Linked DNA regions of Mus musculus: region 1 is linked to region 2. A link is a contact called in public Hi-C data. All regions are on one chromosome and are shown on one strand. Each heading gives the region's core, a stretch centred on a gene start, on an enhancer-like site or on the middle of the called end of the contact. The rest is flanking DNA. Distances are from core to core; before and after follow the strand shown. Region 1 has its middle 130 kb from the start of Gm30147. Region 2 overlaps Gm29865 (a long non-coding RNA gene).

Region 1 (7,417 bases), core at 245-2,744, 370 kb after region 2:
GGGGAGGGACCCTCCAGAATGTACCAGAGATCTGGGAGGTGAGAGACAATCAGGACTCTAAGGGAGGGACTCTGGATGAAATGCCCTACAATGAGAAGAAAGAACTTGTAGAGCCCACCTCCTACAGAAAGACAGGGCATCAAGTGAGTGATGGGGTTGCTATCCCACAGTCAAAACTTTGAACCATAACTGTTCCTGTCTGAAAGAACTGCAGAGATGGAAATGAAGAAAAGCCCAAGGAAAAGAAGGTCCAGAAACAGGCCCAAAGTGAGATCCAGCTCAAGGGGAGGCCTGACATTATTACTGAGACTATGGAGTGCTCACAAAAAGGGACCTATTATGACTGCCCTCTGAAAGACCCAACAAGCAGCTGAGTCAGATGCAGGTATTTGCACCCAACCAATGAACAGAAGCTGCTGACGCTTGTGGCTGACTTAGGGAAAGGTAGAAAGTAACTGAGGAGGAGAGAAACCCTTTAGGAGGACCAGCAGTTTCAATTAACCTGAACCCCGAGATCTCTCAGACATTGGATCACCAACCAGGCAGCAAACACCAGCTGATATGAGGCCCCCAACACACATACAGCAGTGGGCTTCCGGGTCTGTGTTCAGTAAGAGATGATGCACCTAACCCTCAAGGGACTGGAGGTCCCAGGGAGTTTAGAGGTCTGGTGGAGTTGAGGGGGCGCATCCTTTTGGAGACAGGGGTGGGGTGGAGAGGAGGTATAGGACATGGAACATTTGGAGGGTGGACCAGGATGGGAATAAAACCTGGAGTGTAAATAAATAAATAAATAAATAAATAAATAAATAAATAAATAAGGGGAGAAGGCAACAACACACAGAATGAGAACTCTATAAATCTGTAACAGAGACCCATTGAAGCTTTACTGAATAACCACCCAGGAGCACCTATCCTGAAACTCTACAGGGCTGCCCAAAGCACCAGAGAGACTCGTGACTCTTAGACCACCTCAGAGAAAGAATGCAACTCAACCACAATCTTGCAGCATCTGCATCTGCCCAAATCTCACACAAATTCCAAAGATTCAAGGGGGATTAAGAAGGAGTGCAGCCAAACTCTCTCTGGATGAAGGGCTACCACAGGCTCTCTCCAACTAGAAATAAGACTTGAAATAATCAAACCAATTTGCAAACAGATAACTTTCTTCCAGAGAGAATTTAGAGAAATACAAGGTCTAGATAGCAAGTAATGTATTAATGACATTTCCTGACTAGTGAAAAGCCCCAGACATCCCAATAAGCAGATCAATGTGACTCAGAGGCAGGAAATTCAAACAGTGAAAATGGCTCAGAGCTGATAAAAACCCAGACCCAGAAAGACGCATGCTGCATGTCTGTCCTCACTTGAGCATCGTATCTCTGGATCTTTAGATGTGACTATATGAGTTTGGGATAATGACAGAAACCAGGAACGCAAAAAGGGACATGTAAGGGAAAGGAGCAGTAAGGAAGGAAAGTGTCAGACACAGGCCATGGGGGAGCTACAGATGAGAGCTAGAGAGGGGGCACAACAGGGAGAGAAGGTGGGGGTCAGACACAGGCCATGGGGGAAGCTCCAGATGAGAGCAGGAGAGGGGGCACAACAAGGAGAGAAGGTGGGTGGGGGTAGAAGGAATACTTAGAGTGATGGAAAAGGCCATAGGAAAACATACTATTTTGTGTTTGTTTTAAAACACATAAGTATATGTGAATATATTTTTATATACAAATAGTTTCAAAGAAGATACACCACTTAGGTTGATAAATCTCCCCTCAAGAGCCATAACCGAAAACCTGAGTGACAAGGCAGGGGACATCTGTCTTTGACTTGTTGGACATGGGACTTAACAAAAGGCTCTCAAAACAATGCAGGTGATTGCTATTACCCTTGGTTGCCTCCCAGAACTAGAAAGTAAGGTCTTATTGTTGGAAGACCCCATTGCTGAAGACAAGACACACTTCAGGCATAAGAATCAAGGTAGAACTCTCCTGGAAGGCTCTGCCATAAGGACAGGCTCTCCTATGGTCCAAATGTGATACACAAGTGGCCAAGGAGAAAAAAAATTATTAATATTCCAATCCATCTGTACAGGCTATGAACCACACAGAATGACAAGATACTAATAAGGATGCAATAATATGTACATCTTGGGGTAACCAAGGAGTCACATAATTGGACTTAAGAATCACCCAGTAGTCTGGAATTCACACCTGGACAACTCCACACAGCTGATGAAATTATGGGTGGTGCTATGAAGAAACTGCCATTTTTCTAAACCAGTGCAATTCCCAACTATCATCTCAGTATTTATTCTTATATCCAAAAATAAGTATAGCTCTCAGTAGTAGTCAAATTGGCTTCTTGAAGAAGACAAAGATAATTATAGAAATCATGAACTGGTGAAAATGAAAAAAAAAAAAACAGACCATGAGGTCCCCAAAACTGATTGACACATTTAAAACTCAAACCTTCCCCCTAAAAGTCAAGGAACACCATGGAAGAGGAGGAGGAAAGAATTTAAGAGGTAGAGACCAAAGGTATCTGCTGTGAGACATGGTCTTCTATATTTGATGAGAAGTCACATCAGAAAATACTAACAGATTGCCTTAACAAGATTCTCACCATAAGAACACCAGTTGATATCACCACACGAATGAAACAAATCTCAGAAAGCCCCATCCACAGTTATAGAGCTGTAGGTATGTAATGGCTACTGAGAGATAATCAGTCACCTGCAGGTAGGAGACCATTGATAAAGTGTACAATCTCATGAGGTCAGCACTGAACACATACATAATACGAGCAGCGCTAAAGAGTCAGCAGGCTATGCAATTATTTAAATGAATATCCAGATAATAATTCATGAGTTTAAGATGGGACTGAGAGGCATGGGAGGAGTTTGAGGGATGAGATGGTAGGGTAGACATGATGGAAATCCACTATTCATGCTTAAAATCCAACCTAGTCTTCAAAACCTAATCCCCACAAAACATGGTCTACGTATCCCAATTAAGAGGAGAAAATTGTTAGACCACAAAAAAATGTATGTAGCTATCAAATTCGTTAAAAGCACGAAGTCAAATAACATAAAAGCACCATTAATAATGCAATGGTTGTTACACATGCAAAATATAAGACAAAATATACTTAAATACCAAGAGTATTAGCAAGGTAAAAATGTATTTCACACTATTAAAGAGTCAACATACAAAAAAAGATACATTGGCCCTCAATCAAAAAATTTAAATTGGTAAGAAAGTCTGACAGAATTTTAAAGGTCATTATTCACAATTATAGTCATATATTGTTATGGGCTAGAAGCATTCATGTCTCACTCTTGGTACTCAGCTAGTGGTACCTGACTAATCAATAAAGTAATCCATTGATGGATATAAAATGGAGTCTACGACTAGAGGGGAGTAGAGACCGGGCAGTGGAGTCTAGTTGGAGGAAATGGGCATCAGGAGTCATTTATACTGTAAGTGTCTATAGTAACAAGAACTACAATAAATGAGCATTTCAATTAATTAGTCAAATTAGTTAAACTTTAATTGAATTGAAAGTCAACAAACTCATGATCCTCCTGCCTCTGAACCTTCAGCAAATCCTACCAGTGTAGGTAGTGTGCACTATTAACACCAAAAATATTGTCTCACAACCTGATCCTCTTTTATAAGAGGAATGGAAAAACTAAATCATCTCAGATTTCCTTTTCTGCAGCAAAAAAACTCCCCTTTCCATTCCTTGTCGGATACCAGCAACTGGCCAGATGTGATGGCTCATATCTGTAATCCCAGCACTCTAGAGGCTGAGGCAGGAGGGTTGTCAGTTTGAGGCCAGCCTGGGCGACATAGGAATTTGAAACCTGCCTGGACTATAAAGGAAAATTTGTCTCAAAAAAAAAAAAAGACGAACAAAAATTATTAATAACTCATTGAATAATTAAAACCCAGGCCCTTTCCCTTTACAACATTATGTTTCAAACCCAACTGGAGGGGCCAATGAAATGGCTCAGGGATTTAAGGGGCTTGCCACCAAGCCTTAAGACTGAGTTTGAGTCCTCAGACCCACACAATGGAAGGAGAGACCAATTGTCTTGGGTTGTCCACTGACCTCCACACAAATACCCTGGCATACACACAAATAAGTAATAAATAATTTTAATTAAACAAAACCATAACTGGAGATAAATTCATAAAAGTGACTTAAATCTTACCTATATTAACATAATTAACATATTAATTGGTTTCTATCAGCTTAGTTAGCTGGTTTATTTATTCTTGAGACAGGGACCTCACTGTATAAGCCCGGCTGGCTTTGAGTTCACAATCCTTCTACCACAGGCTCTGAGTATCTAGGATTTTAGGTGCATGCCACTACACCCAGCTTTAGCCTAGACTTAAAAAAAAAAAAATTAAAGCAGGTTGTGTTTCCCTTGAGAAGTGAGTATGACCTCAGCCTGACCTTGCTTGGTAGTGACAGGAAATAACACCACTGCTACTGATGCAGCCATCAGGGAAACTCCACCAGCTCCCCTGTTCCCCTCGCCCTCCCTGGTCATGACTGGAAGCCACATGGAAATGGTGAGCTTGCCAGGTGGGACATGAAGAAAACCAGATCCTGGTCTCTGTAGTGCTCACCTGGGAGACCAGGGATGGGAGGACCCAATAGTCCTCTCACTGCCTGAATTCCATCCATCCCCCCGCCAGGCAATGGCTTGAATACAAACTGTGTTCTCCAGTGGTTAGTGTGCTATAGGACCTGGTTGCCATGGTGCTGCCACAGAGAGGTGGTGGGGCTTATAGAAAACTGTCCTTGTGTGAGGTTTTCAGGTCAAGGAGGAGTGTCCTCAAAGAGGGATTCTCAGTGCTGGTTTCGTCTTCTCCATCCTCTCTTGGCTCACAATGACAGCTAACTGCTCTGCCATACATTTTCCACCTATATAGGTAGCACACATGCTGGAAGCCTGAGGCCACAGAGTCACTCAGGTTTGGACCAGAACCTTAAGAAACAAGCACAAAAATAAAAACTTCTATTCATGAAAAATAATAATAAAAATAAAAGTCAATGAACCTGAACTATTGATGAAATGATAAATTTCTAGATATTCTGACAAAAAAATAAGCCATCTATTGCTGATGTTAAGGAGATTATTAACATATATAGCCACAGTTATGAAGTGTCTGACAATATTTATGAGCATATCTTACACCAATAAAATCCACAACCCAGAGGAAATGGGCAAATTCCAAATATATACATATATATTGCCAAAACTGAAAAAGTTATAGAAATCCTAGACATTTCTATATCTGAAATGTAACTTAGATTTGTGATTTGAAACATCCCCAGAAAGAACCTCCAGAATCATTTGCCTACACTGGTACATTCTATAAAATATTAAAGGAGAAAACGATAGCGAAATAAAAATAATTTTAGAAACTATCAGAGGAAACCAGCTAATGCAAAACCTAGAAAAACACAGTATGGAGGGGGGGAGATAAATTTCCTCCAGTAGCCCTCAAAACAGTAAAAGAAAAAAACTTAGGAGTTATAGGCAAATTCAATGCAATTCTTACTTTAAAGGATAATGCAAATGCTTCAATCCTACTTAGAAGGAGGAACAAAATAATCACAGGAAGGAGAAAGGAGGAGGAGGCAAGGGTGGGTAGGATCAGACATGAGAAGAGACAGGAGAGAAGTACAAGGGTCAGGAAATTGAACAGAAATATGTAGCAGTGGGGGATGGGGAACTGGGGTAGCCACTAGAAAGTCGCAGATGCCAGGGAAACATGAAATTCTCAAGGCCCAGTGGGGATGACACAGCTTAAATACCCAGCCACGGGGAGAGAGAACCTGGAGAGATCACCTGCAGTAGATAGGCACGGCCCCCAGTTGAGGGATGGGGCCACCCACCCATCTCAAAAATTTTAACCCAGAATTGTTCCTATCTAAAGGAAATGCAGGGACAAAAATGGAGCAGAGACTGAAGGAAAGGCCATCCAGAGACCGCCCCAACTGGGGATCCATTCCATCTGCAGACACCAAACCCAGACACTATTGCTGATGCCAAGAAGTGCTTGCTGACAGGGGTCTGGTATAAGGGTCCTCCCCTGAGAGGCTTTGCCAGAGTTTGACCAATACAGATGCAGCTACACACGGCCAACCACTGGACTGAGCACAGGGACCCCAGTGGAAGAAGAGTTAGGGAATGGTCTGAAGGAGCTGAAGGGGTTTGCAACCCCATAGGAAGAACAATAATATCAACCAACCAGACCACCCAAAGCTCCCAGGGACTAAACCACCAACCAAAGAGTACACATTATTGGTCCCATGGCTGCAGCTGCATATGTAGCAGAGGATGACCTTGTCAGGCATCAACAGGAGGGGAGGCCCTTGGTCTTATGGAGGCTGGATGCCCTAGTATAAGCGGATGCTAGAGCTAGCCCCTGAGGTGGGAATGGGTGGGTGGGTGGAGAAGCACCCTTATAGAGGCAAAGGGGAGAGGTGATGGTATGAGGGGTTTGTGGAGAGGAAACTGGGAAGGGAGATAGCCGTTGAAATGTAAATAAGTAAAAGAAAAAAGAAAAAAGGAAAGAAAGATAATGCATAGTAATGAAGAGGAAACTACCCTAAGGTTTTAAGGCTTGCTTAAATTTCAAAAAATTAATTGATAAAATTTGCTGTTTGCTGAATAAAGAAAGCAAAATCACTTCAATAAATGGAGGGAAGATTTTAAAACTTAACATCAATTCATATTAAAAATAAAATAAATAAAGCCTTTTAGAAACAAAAACCCCTATCTAAAAATGGTTGTATTATTAAAGGAAGCTGATGGTGACCCTGGTGTGGCATTGTCTGCCTGGAATCCAGTCCCTTGGAAGCCTGAAGAAGGATCATGGGTTTGAGCCCAGTTTGGGGTACACAGCCAGACTCGGCCTAAAGGTACATCAGAAAAAAAACTATGATTAAAAATCATCAATAGTGGTAGGCTGAATACTTTTGCACATGATAATGACAAAGGCAACAGACGGAAGAAACAGAAATCAAATGAACATTGATTAGAAATTAAAGACACCCATCTTTATTCTGAGACATGAAAACCAATGTGGAAAACCCTAAGAAACCTTTAAAATTATTAAGACTAGCAAGTGTTTTCTGAAATATTACAGGATATCTGTCGAAAAGCAAAATTTAAATCTATCTGGGTGATCAAATAAAAAATGAAAAATTCTAAATAGCATGTTCCTAAAGTTAATTTTAATATAGACGCAGTAAATTGAAAGGTATATAACATTGTGATAAAACTTTTTAAAATACCTAAAGCAATCTCATCATGAGATAGAAGACCTCCTATTAAATGTAGCCTTTCCCTCACTTGATGTCCTGTCTTCCTGCTGGAGGTGGTCTCTAT
Region 2 (6,678 bases), core at 266-2,765:
TGATTGCAACAGGGCTGGTGAGAGCGCTCCATCAGTGAAACAGGAGGATCCAGAGCTCATACAAAAAACCAGCTATGGTTGCCTATGGATGTCATCTAAGAGCTAGGGAGGCAGCATCAGGTGGGCTCCTGGGGCTCTCTGGACAGCTAGCCTAATCTACTTGGCAAGTTCTAGATTCTGTATCAAAACAAAGGTGGAAGGCTCTTGAGATTCCAAGGTTGTCCTCTGGCTTCCATATCATGTATACATTTGTACCTGCACACACATGCTTGCATGTACATACAGCCATACACAAAATAACTGCAATAGATGATTCATTACTAAGTTACCTAGTTTTGACCACCTCTTGGAGAAAGTTAAAGGCTCCATATTTGTATTCAGCCTAAGTATGTGTTTCCTCTTTTGTATTGTTTTGTTTTGTTTCTTTACATATTTATTTATATGTATGTGTGTGCTTGATTTCTCTAAGAGAGTTAGGAAACTAAAGAGTTTCCCCCTCCCTCTTTGTTTCCTTTGTACCTGGAAATGGAGGTAGAAACTATTCTCTCTTCCTCTTCTCTTTTCATCTCTAAAGTCTCATCACTTTTCTGAATAAAGGAGCTTTTGATTCTGCTTTTGACTGACTGATCACTGTCTTTCTTAGTTTGTCATGCAACATATGAAGACAATAAAAGGAGACCCATGCAGGATCTACACACATGCAAGATCTACACACATGAAAGATCTATACATATACAAGATCTTCACACATGCAAGATCTACACATATATAAGATCTTCACTCATGCAAGATCTGTACATATGCAAGATCACACATGCAAGATCTACACATATGAAAGATCTACACATATACAAGATCTTCACACATGCAAGATCTACACATATACAAGATCTGCACACATGCAAGATCTACACACATGAAAGATCTACACATATACAAGATCTTCACACATGCAAGATCTACACATATGCAAGATCTTCACATATACAAGGTCTGCACACATGCAAGATATACACACATGAAAGATCTACACATATGCAAGATCTTCACACGTGCAAGATCTATACAAATGAAAGATCTACACATATACAAGATCTTCACACATGCAAGATCTGTACATATGCAAGATCTGCAAAATGCAAGTTCTACACATATACAAGACCTGCACACATGCAAGATCTACACTTACACTCTTTAGTTTACATGAGATCCTGAGAGACCTCCTGAGGTCACGTCACACACACACACACACACACACACACACACACACACACACACTTCAGACCAGTATCCTTAGTTTTTCCATCAGGCTCCATGAACCTCCAGGCTTCCACCAGAGACTGGAAAAAAATGCTCATGCTAAAAAAAAAAATCATAAATGTCAAAATCTGGTTCCATTTGATAATTGGTGTTGCCAACATTGGTACTTTTTCTCTTCCTCAAATCTGCCCCGTCTGGCTGCCCTCTGGGGTCACTGAAGGAGGACAAAGCTGTGGTTAGTCGTGCTTGCCACTAGAGGGCAATGCTGACCATTAACAGAGTGATTCTAAGGCGCTGGCCTTTGGAATTTGAAGCTCATCTGTACCCTTGACTGAGAGAAAGCAGATGCAGAGCTCATGCTTTGTGTTCTGTACGTGATATAAAGACTGTAGTGCAGATATTGTGAACATGGCTGACAACTGTACTCCAGAATACAACTTAGCATTTGTTTCCCAGTTTTGGATGGTCATCAATTGTGGGGATGTTACATCCTTGCATGCTGTCTCAATATGTTTTAGGAGTCCTGACTGATGGCGCATCTTTACAAATGCTACAATAAGTGTTAGTATATAAGGACCATGGGTACATGCGGAGGAGGGGGTCTGTGTGGTTCCAGTGACTTCAATGAAGTTCTCATACTGTCACATACTCTAAGATCCGAAAATGAACCTTCTTTTCTTACTGTGAGTTACAATTATTTTGTAACCTTAATTTAAATAAACACAGCATCATACAACATTATCTGAGTAGTTTCCTATCTATAAGTACATGGATATATTGGTATCATATTCATTTTGGGTAGCCTTCATATTTTACCTTTTAGGAAACCAACTAACCCAAACAAACAGAGAATACAAAGCCAGCTGTAAAAAGGAAAAAAAAAAATCTACAAAGAAATTCCAGATACAGAATGTCGTGAGGTGAGGGACCAGGCTCTATAACTGGCAACTCTAACTTGCTAATGCCTAGAGATCAGTGGAATTCTCTTGCATTTAAATGCATTCAGTAGAAATATGTGAAAAATTGCTTTCACTAGTTCCCAGGACAAGATGTTGGAATTTGTAAAACACGGTCAGATTGCTTTAATACACACTGTAAAAATAAACTATTTGATAAAAGACACTTTTAAAAATAGTTCCCATGTCTTTGGGGAAAACGCTTTTATTGTGTGTTAAGGACTCCCTGAAAGACAGGAAGCAAAATGTGAGACTGACGGGGGTAAACATGGTGGTAGGGCGACCTCTGAGGAAGGCTGCCCTGAAAGACTGGTAATATTAAAAAAAAACTTTAAAGGAACAAATCTCTCCAACTGAACTTACTAACTGTGATGCGGAAAAAAAGCTGCCGGGTGCAGGAATAAATCAAAGGATGAGTTCTTGATTATTTGAATGTCAACTTGTAAAAGATGAACTCTCTGATGCACACAAGTAAGAAATGATTTCAGATTGCCTCCCCCCGCCCAGAGCACCAATGGCCTACCTCACAAAGAGCCCTGGAAACAAACCAGGAGACATCATCCATGATTGCATAAGAACTGGAGTCATCTCTATTCTCCCGACCACCACTTCTTAAACAAGAAAGACCTGGAGGGGTCCCAGACAACAATAAGTACAATGATCAAGGAGGCTCTATATGAACATCGATTAAAGGAATTGGATGCTTTAGGCTAAACACATAAAAGCAAAAAGGGACTATGATCAAAGTCTTATTGTCAAGTCTACTATGACGTAGAATACAGACCTGTTCATAAAATCATGTAAGGAGTGCGGAGATTGTTGTATTGTATGTTGTATAGCATTTTAGACTATTTCATCATAGACAGGCAGGACATTTAGTGAGTGAATTTTCTTTGATGGTTGTTTTAGGCTGAGCAAATGGGTATTTTCTGGGATTATTAACATTATGGATGGCTGGTAGAACTACAAAGGAAGGGTTTGTAAGGTTTCCTGAACATGAAAAAATTCGGTGTACAGGTTGAGTGGACCTTATCCAAATAGCCTGGGTGAAAATTGGTTTAGATTTGTGGGTGTTCCTTTTACTTAGGGGGATGTATTTGGAATGGGACATATTTAAAATATTCATGTTGGAAATGTAGTTCAAGTTTAAATGTGGTACTCAGTCATGTATAATTTATATCTTTTATTCACATATGTGTGCTTTCATTTATATTTTGCTTATACAGCATTCACAACTGTGTTTTAGGATATGTTAATGTGCCTGAGTTTTGGCTGTGACAGGTCATCTAGGTTGGATATGGATATTTTTCACTTGTGGTACCAGGTCAATCAAATTCTTTGCATTTCACATTTTCAGATTACAGATACTCTGCTTATATTATTTCTTGTAAATCTAAAATATACATGGATCATAGAATGCTTTGATATAAATTTCAAAGGAAACAAGAGAAGGCCCCAATGGAGAGGAAAAAACTTTCCACACTCTAAGGGAAAGAGGTTGCACTTCATTTTCTGCAGTATTTTCTTTATGCTACATGGCTTTTGTATGTTTGTATTGATTATAAACTTGTCTTCATTAGTATGAAATTTTAGCATTTTGTTGTATTTATGGCAATTACATGGGGGTCACTGGAGGTCACATGGTCACTTCTCTGTTTCTGCACACTTGCCTTCAAACCAAGTCAAAAATTATTCTGTGTGCTAATAAGGAAAACAGTGACATTTCTTAAGGGAAAAAACAAAACAAAACAAAACAAAACAAACCTCATTTAGGGCAGCTCTAGTGAAATAAAAGAGTGTGAGATTTTTGAGAAATGGAGTTATGCTAAAGTGCCCTGGAATCTATACTTACCTCAATTAACTACGAACAAACCACAGAAATGGCATATGCCACAGAGAGCCATAAAGCAATTTCTAACTTCATGGCTATGCTGCTGACTGTGATTAATGTAAATGTACTTAGAAGTGTCAGGCGATGCAGATAGTTTCTGTTAGGTATAGTGTCAAGTGTACAATCACCAGCATCAAGGGGGCTCATATTTTTAATTAAAAGGAGGCATTCCTACTTAGATGAGAGCTAGTGGCTCTAGCTTCCTCTCCTGAGTGTGACCGTCAGAGAAAACAGTAGTTTAACTAACAATTTCACAGAAAGCTGTCAGTATGATTGCTTCAATATGAGCTGAGAAAATTTATTTTCCCCTAAAGTACTTCATTTGAGGAAAATAAGAGGGGAAATAAATTCACCAGTCCCACTGTGTTGAGAAACCAAAGAGTATCTTTTCCTTGAGATAATTATGACTTAATTGAAGAAAATTTAATTATATGTATATATACAGAAAATTAATTATGCTTTATACAATAAGCATGACAGAAGTTAGTGAGAGGAGACCAGAGAGCCTCACAGAGCAGGCAGGAATTGAGATGAGAGTGAGCACAGTTTATGCAGGTAAACTGTGGGATTAGAAGTCTTCCATTGGATGAGTGTGGAGGCAATCCCGTGGCAGAGCTGTGTGTTGAGAGAGAACCTTGCTAGAGTGAGGAAGTTCATTCTGGAGGACAGGAGAAAATGAGATCGAAATAGAGATGGAAGAAAGATGAAAGAGTTTAGACTTTATCCCCACGCACAACGGGGCCCTTTGAAGAGCTATTTAATAGGAAGGTGACATAATGGGTAGAGTATTCTTGGGTGATTTGATCTGGTATTGATGCGGCTGATGGGAAGGAGTGAGGGGAGACAGAGTAAAAATACCAGGCATAGTAGACCAAGAGGGAGCCAAGTTATTGTCATTGGAGGTGGATAGGACATTTCAGTGTGGGCCTTACCACAAGGATGAATAGAGCCTATTAAGCATTCCATTATGGATATGGGTAGATCCACCTCCCATCTCAGAGCAGCAAGAAAGGTACTGGGTTTTCTGCCAAGTTCTGTAGTTACATGATAGCCTTCTTTTCCCAGTGTGAGAACAAAGTAGAACCTATTCTATGTCAAGAGAATTAAGATCAAAGAGAAAGATTCAACAAGGATGTAGATAGTCGAAGGTGTGGTCCTTTGGGGGACTATCATTGAGGACTGGCTTCCTTGGTCTGCTCCCTGGCTCCAAATGCACCAAGTGTTTAAGTACACACTGAATCACTTCTCTTACAAGAGTGAATCCTGTCTCACTGATGTGAGCAGGTCAAGGTTTGAGGTTTTTATTATCTGGCTTTTATTATCTCACCAAATTCTGCTGTGTAAGAGGCTCCTCACATATGCCTTAAGGGCACATCTTATAACTGTGGGGTTTTGAGCTCTAGAGAGGCAATTTTCTATTCCCATATACACATGGTAAAACGGCCATATAATGACAATACTACTTGTCCCATTGGGGAAAACAAAAGGCTTGTAGTCATCACTGCTCAATGTTATGTCTCAAACTCAGCCAGCATCCTGTTGCCAGCACTGCAAGTAGGATCCAGTCCTACACTCTGACTGCAATTCAGTTTCAGTCATGACACATGTGAAGGGGGAGCCACTGCATGCGATACAGAGGAGAGATTTGTAAGGGACGGTCAGTGTGCACTTGGAGCAGCTCATGCTGAGGCCCATTCAGTGAGCTTGCTGCTGGTCTGGTGGCTTGTGGTTTGAAGCGGTCATAGGCTAGCTGTCAAAAAGAAAAGCTGCAACTGGAGAGAAGAATGAAGACAAGCAAGAAGACTCTGTAACAGAGTGGCAGCAGGAAGATAAAGTGGCCCCATTCCTTCAATCTTTATTCTTAATTCTCTCAGAATTTCATAAAATGTGTCGTGAACATATTCACCCTCTTCGTCAAACTCCCCCCATATCTATACCCTTCCCCTGATCCTATTGTGTTCTCATTCCTTTTATTCTAAATTTATTCAGTCAAATTTATGCTGCCCACATACTATTGAGTGTTTGGCTATCTATTGCAGCATAATAAATCTATCCATAGTCCTTAGCCTCACTGAAAACTGGCCATCAATTGCCTGAGGTGAGACTTGGTGGCCATCTCCCACCTCCATGCAGGGATTTTGTGTGGCTTGTGTAAGTGTTTCATAGAGCATACCAGTACCCTTCTCTGTGGGTTGAAGCCTCTTTTTCAGGACTCAGGGAATCAGGAGATCCAGTGGACTGGAAAAGCACAGAACCACTGCTATCTCAGCAAATATTCAGAAGACTGACATTTTAGTTATGATTCCTATTGCCATGAAGAGACCATGACAATTCTTTATTTTAATTGAATATTTTATGTCTTTACATTTCAAATGTTTTCCCCTTTTACAGTTTCCCCTCTGGAACTCCCTTATCCCATCATCCTCCCTCTACTTCTATAAGGGTGCTCCCTTTCCACACCCCCACTCCTACCTTGCCACCCTGGCATTCCCCTACACTGGGGCATCAAGCCTCCACAAGACCAAGGTCTTCTCCTCCTATTGTTGCAAGACAAGGCCTGGAGCCATGGGT

Evidence for each region. A called contact is a pair of places that touch in the nucleus more often than the background predicts.
Region 1: a contact with region 2 is called in a Hi-C map of the N1E-115 cell line, with 4 times the contacts expected there. The contact joins two enhancer-like sites. A contact is called at or near these places in 3 of 484 Hi-C or Micro-C datasets (the C2C12 cell line, the N1E-115 cell line and bone marrow-derived macrophages).

What each region holds. Positions count from the first base shown.
Region 1 is chr3:132,348,842-132,356,258 of GRCm38.p6, forward strand. No RefSeq gene overlaps it. Among named protein-coding and RNA genes, the nearest start is that of Gm30147, 130 kb to the right of the region's middle. Within about 2 kb of position 1,495, at least 3 of the 459 cell types and tissues checked have an H3K27ac peak or open chromatin away from gene starts, as enhancers often do. A contact at or near this core is called in the N1E-115 cell line, where this site is marked.
Region 2 is chr3:131,974,621-131,981,298 of GRCm38.p6, forward strand. All of the region lies in intron 2 of Gm29865 (a long non-coding RNA gene), which reads left to right. Among named protein-coding and RNA genes, the nearest start is that of Gm29949, 29 kb to the right of the region's middle. Within about 2 kb of position 1,516, at least 8 of the 459 cell types and tissues checked have an H3K27ac peak or open chromatin away from gene starts, as enhancers often do. A contact at or near this core is called in the N1E-115 cell line, where this site is marked.